2 separate regions of the Mus musculus genome follow, and region 1 is linked to region 2. Evidence: chromatin contacts called from public Hi-C data. All regions are on one chromosome and are shown on one strand. Each heading gives the region's core, a stretch centred on a gene start, on an enhancer-like site or on the middle of the called end of the contact. The rest is flanking DNA. Distances are from core to core; before and after follow the strand shown.

Region 1 (2,700 bases), core at 81-2,580, 50 kb after region 2:
GCAATAACCCATCTAGGCAGAGTACCCTCAACCCTAAAGGAAGAGCACCGCCCACGCAAAGTGCAGGGCAGCGCAGGGGTGTGGGCACCACGCTGCTGAGGCTTACACTGTACTTTGGTTTAGTTCTAACAGAGACTTTTCCCTGTGCACCATCCTTCCTGCTGTTACATACATGCACACACTTTAAACATTTGCGTACATGTATGTATGTATGTATGTATGTATGTATGTATATGAGTGTGATGTGTGTGTTCACGTGTGTAAGTGTGCTGTGGCATAGGTGTGGAGATCAGTGGACAACCTCAGGTCTCAATCCTCACCCTCAACCTTATTTTAACAGGTCCTCTTATGTGCTGTGTGTACTCTAGCTAGCTGGCCATAGAACTTCCAGGGACCCTCCTGTCTCTGCCTCCCATCACTGGGCAAGATCCCTGGGCTGGCAAATCCTTGTTCTTGCGTTGGGTCCTGCCTGGGTTCTGGGCATCCATTCTGCCTTCTCATGCTTGCAAGAAAAAAAAAAATCTATGTGACCACTGAGCTCTCCAGCCCCATTCCACTGACAAACGGCAGCTGTAACTTGTCAGATGTCAATCATAGGGAGGCTCTGGGCGATGGAACCCAGGGTTTTATGAGTGTCACATGGTGCTCTGCCACCAGGCTAGCCCAGCCCAGTGTGTTTTCACACACAGGTGGTCCTCCATAGTCCTGTCAGTCTGAGAGGAGCATCTTTTCAGCCTCTAACCACTTCCCTGCTGCCGAGAGGTCCCGGCCCAACAGTGGTCTGGACCACACATAGCTGTGGCCTAAGAACTGAACCAGGAGGAGCTCATTTTGCGACCTGTGCCTCAGTTTCCTGATCTGACAGTGAAGCTCCCGTGTCTCCCTTAGGCAGCAGCTGCAGAGTAACCCCGCATGTGGGTTGCAGCGGCTGCTTAGCCAAGAAGGTGCCGCCAGCATCAGGCTGCAAAGTTCCCGTGAACCCAGGGCTGTGGTGCAACTGTCAGCTAGGCCCAAGCCCCCAGCCCCGGAGACCCCGGAGCCAGGCTGCATCTCGGGGAAATGAGGCCCGGTGGCCCCTGACCCCAGCCTGCAAGAGGCTAACCCCCTCCCTGGCCCCTCGGCTGTGAGGCTGCCCGCCCGGACCATTCATGGGTTTGTATTATAAGATGACTGCCGTCGCCATGGCAACATGAAAGGAGCCGATCTCATTACTGAGGCCCGGACACATTATTTTCTCCAAGGAATTTCTTCTTTTCATTATTTCCCTCCAAAGGTCAGCTGTCCTCTCAGGCGGGGCGGGGGCTGCGGGGGTGTCCACGAAAGGTGAGCCGATTCGGGGCCCAATTCCCCGGGTGGAATTTACAAGCGTTTTGCCTTCTCCTCCTGATCTAACACCAGCTTAGAGAATTTCTTCAAACCAGCCTTTCTCTTTAACCCCTGCGGCTCCGGCAGACAGCAGCCCAGCCATCCTTGCTAAGTTCCTGAGATTCCCTCCAGGGTCTGGGCTTTTCTCCAGCACGTGGCTCCCTGCTACCATCCGAGAAGTCCCTGATGCTGAGGTCTCTGCTGACTTGCCCCGAAGGATTGCCGACACACGGACATTTATGTCTTCCCCACAGGGAAAAACACCCCATTAGAAGGTAACACTAATGCGGGGGCGGGGGTGGTGGTGGCGGGGAGTCCATATCCTCGCTTGGAATGCAGAGTGTGCTGCAATTCAGAGACTGATAGACCTGCTAACATCCCTATCAGGCTGTGTGCCCTTGGGCAAGTAGCTCCCTGTTTCTGGGCACACTTTGCTCATCTGTGAAGCAACTCTATGTTGGTGTGTACCCAGGGAATGAGCAGAAATCATGAGCAGAGTCTGGCTGGCACCCAGGAACAGTAAATACCAAGGATTGATGATCGTATTTTGGTGTGTTTCTATCCATTTCTCTCTGTGTGTCAGCTGTCTGTAACTGTGAAACAAACAGCCCCGAGACTTGAGACTCGTTACCGGGAAGCAGCGATAACTCGGTATTAGCTCGTGCAGTTTCTGTGGGTGGAGGCCTCTGCATCCGTCTCTGGTGGGTCCTGAAGTGGCTGCAGCTACCCAGAAGAGGGAGGCAGAGGCTGGGATGGTTCTTCTGATATCTGGCCTCACAAGTCAACCGTATCTTGTGTCTATCTGCCTTACTCTGTGTCCAATAGGCAGAAATTTGGTTCCCCCATAGGATCTTCAGGGAGCTGCAGTGACACCAGAGGAGGGCTACTGGAAATGGCACCAGGACATCATATTCGGTAAGACAGGATCAGGGTGGACACCCATTCTACAGAGGGAAAACTGAGGCTCTGGACAAAAAACAGTGGCTTGCCCCACTGGCTTCCCACAGGCTCTAGATTCTTCCTTCTGTCTCAGTTTCTCATGGGGCCAGTCATTCAGCTCACCAGATTCTCTATCTGGGACACTGGAGGATTGTCTGCCCCTGTGTGGTGGGTACTCAGAGCTGGGGGAGCTCCCAGCCTCTCCATGGGAATTCTGGCACGTGCAGCGAAGATGATGATGTGTAGCTGTGATGTTGATGATGTGTGTTTGTTGACAGTTGGACGATTGTCTACCTCACAAGACAATAAATGGCTGCCAGAGGCAGAAACGTCAAAGTCAGTCATACAGATCTCTCTCTCTCTCTCAAAAAACAAAACAAAACAAAAACCAAAAAA
Region 2 (2,700 bases), core at 200-2,699:
CCCTGGGGAGATACACATCAGATACAATCTCCAGTCCCAAAGCACCCACAGGATCAGATAAGTCAGCAGATAGCATGTGAGGGATGAGTTGTGCTTGGTGGATAGAGGCAGACACGGGACATAAGCAGTTCCACTGTGAATATGGCTCCTAACAAATGTCTTCAGAGAGCAATGTGGGTCTAGGCAGGGGTCACTGGTGGCTGGGATGAGCCAGTGGAAGAGCTGAGGCAGAGGCAGTGGGGCAGTGAGGTGTCCAAGCAAGAGATGATGGGGGCTGGTTCCCCACCACCTTGTGCAGGCTGAGCTATGGTTCAGGGATGGTGAGGACACCCATTATAGATTCATCCTATGACCTCATGGTTTCCCTCCAGAGGGGTAACAAGGTTGCAAATGGTCGTGACAGTTGGAAGGTTCAGTTACTTGGTACCCATCGGCTGCAGGTTCATGGACAAGAAAGTGGAGCCTGAAGCAACCACAGAGGGAAAAAGAGAATCAGAACTTGGTACATGGGAGGCAGGAGACTAGTGTGAGACACTTGAAGGTGAGAGCTGGGTGCTGTCAGGAATGAATTGGTGCCACTCAGATGTCACCAAATAAGCTCAAAACTATCAGATGTAAAGGCTGAGTCAGGAGGATTGCTGAGAGTCTAAGGTCAGGCTGGGCTAAACAGTGAGGGGAATTTCAAATGACAAATGTTATAATTTACCAAAAGTTAAAACAAATGATACAATGTATCAGAACCACCATCCAGCTTGTGCAGGTAAACGTATGGGACCTGAGTTGTATTGAACACAACTGTTATTAAAGAAATGGACAAGCAAATGGGGGCCAGCCATGGGCGGGAGACGTATCTCAGGGGGCATGAAGGTACAGTGTGAAAGGTTTGTCAAATAGTGACCAGGTCACTCCATCCCTTCTTAGTGAACACGCTACCCAGAGCCTTCTGGGAAAATCCTGACTGATTTGCTGTGTGTCTTTTGGAAAATCACATGACCTCTCTGAGCCTTGGTTTTCATCTTCTATGTATCAGCTATCTGTTGAGGGCCCGAGCTGCTCAGGGGGTCAGAGGCTGCGAATGCTTTCTTTCAGTCCTTGGCACACTGGAGAGGACACAGGGGGGCCGGAGGGCCTGGAGGCCTGGCCGAGTTTGGTGAGATGGGGGAGGGAAGGAGTCTGCACTGGGCTGAGCCAGTCTCAGCACAGGGTGGCGCCCAGTTTGGCCTGGCCCCAATGCCCTTACCCCCTCTCTCCCTCCTTGCCCTCTGCTGGAGCTGGTCACGGATCCCATTCTTCTGGCAAATGATCTCCATGTGTCTCGGGTTGGGTTTCCCCTCGTCTGGCCCGTCCCCCTTGGGAACCTAGGCCCCCCACGGTCTGACCCCGAGAGGGGCCGGCAGGACGCGCCTGGCATCTGGTTTAACCATCAGAGCCGGACTTGTTTCGGTTTTAATGACCCGTGGAGCCCTCAGGAGAGGGAGTGAGCCCGGGATGAACAGGCACAGGAGGTGGGAGGGCGGGAACAGGACACAGCAAACAGATTAATGGGACGGGCAGAGAAAAACGCTCACTCACTCCTGCAAGCCTTGCAGGGAAGAGCTTCCCTTCCCACATGGGCTGCAGCTGCATGCGCTCCCTTGCGTGGCTCCTTCACTTGGCCTTTCTTCTCAGTGTGTGCTCACTAGTCCTCTTTCCATTGGTCCGCCAGCATCAGCCCTGCACTTTCCCTTGCCTCACGTCCCGGGGGACCCTACTTCGACCCCCATATTGGCTCTTTCTCAGACTTATGGGTGACATGGAACAGTGGGATTGCTTCTGCTCAACCATTGTGCAAGTGAGCAAGGAAGTGGTGTGGGCGGTGGGGATCATGCTTATTTGGTCCTTGCTGTCACCTGAGCTGCTGGTGCCTTCTTACAAAGGAACCCTACAGGAACCCTCTACTGGCTTCTCACAACCCTGGTTGTGGCTGTCCTCCTACTCTGAGGCTGAGAAGAGGCAGGTTCAGAGAGGTTTGGTTACTAGCTCAAGGCTGCACAGCTGTTACAGGTCACACCCTGGATTCATGCTCTCCTGATTTCCGTTCTTGAGAAAAGTTGTGTGGGAGGCAGAGAGCCCTCTGCCCTTTTAACTGTCCTTTGAACTGGGACAGTTTCTAAGTGCTCATTCAACCCCAGCCTTGCCTGTCTTCTGGGCTCCAGATTCCAAATCTGACCACAGAGAGAATCGTTTTGTTGTTGTTGATGATGATGATGTTGTTTGGGGGAGCATATAGGGTGAGAAGATGGGCTCCAATTTCTCAGAAGGGTAAACTGAGGTTCAGGAAGGCCAATGACCCCAGGGGAGGCTACAGCCAAGCCAACTCAGGGTAGAATTCAATTCCAGGCTTTATTTATGGCCCCATTTCATAGTTCATTTGGGTTTATTTCTATCTCAGTGTGAAGCTGCCCAAGGATGTCTCGGATCTTGTCATCCTCAGATCACAGCCACGGGGTACAGTGTTAGGATAGATGGGGCTTGCAGAGGCAGGGGGATTGCTGAACTTCAAGTCTTCTGTCTGTCTCCCAGGAGCGTGATGACCAAATCTCTTCTGTCTAATGGGCACAGCCCTGTTCTCTGTGTGTTCTGGAGGGCAAAAACAGGTTGATGGTGAAATCTGTGCTGTGCTTGGAGTGGAGCCTGGCACACACAGGCGCCTACCACCAT

Evidence for each region. A called contact is a pair of places that touch in the nucleus more often than the background predicts.
Region 1: a contact with region 2 is called in a Hi-C map of uterus. The contact joins the promoter of C130026L21Rik here to the enhancer-like site in region 2. A contact is called at or near these places in 5 of 39 promoter capture datasets (the 3T3-L1 cell line, frontonasal cranial neural crest, hippocampal neurons and 2 more), 1 of 15 datasets of contacts at CTCF or cohesin (the NIH/3T3 cell line) and 3 of 484 Hi-C or Micro-C datasets (forebrain neurons and uterus).

The regions. Positions count from the first base shown.
Region 1 is chr5:111,580,231-111,582,930 of GRCm38.p6, forward strand. C130026L21Rik (RIKEN cDNA C130026L21 gene) reads left to right here and starts at 1,331. Exons shown (of 4, transcript NR_015546.2): 1 at 1,331-1,640; 2 at 1,949-2,066; 3 at 2,191-2,280.
Region 2 is chr5:111,529,857-111,532,556 of GRCm38.p6, forward strand. No RefSeq gene overlaps it. Among named protein-coding and RNA genes, the nearest start is that of Gm36223, 22 kb to the left of the region's middle. Within about 2 kb of position 1,450, at least 60 of the 459 cell types and tissues checked have an H3K27ac peak or open chromatin away from gene starts, as enhancers often do. A contact at or near this core is called in uterus, where this site is marked.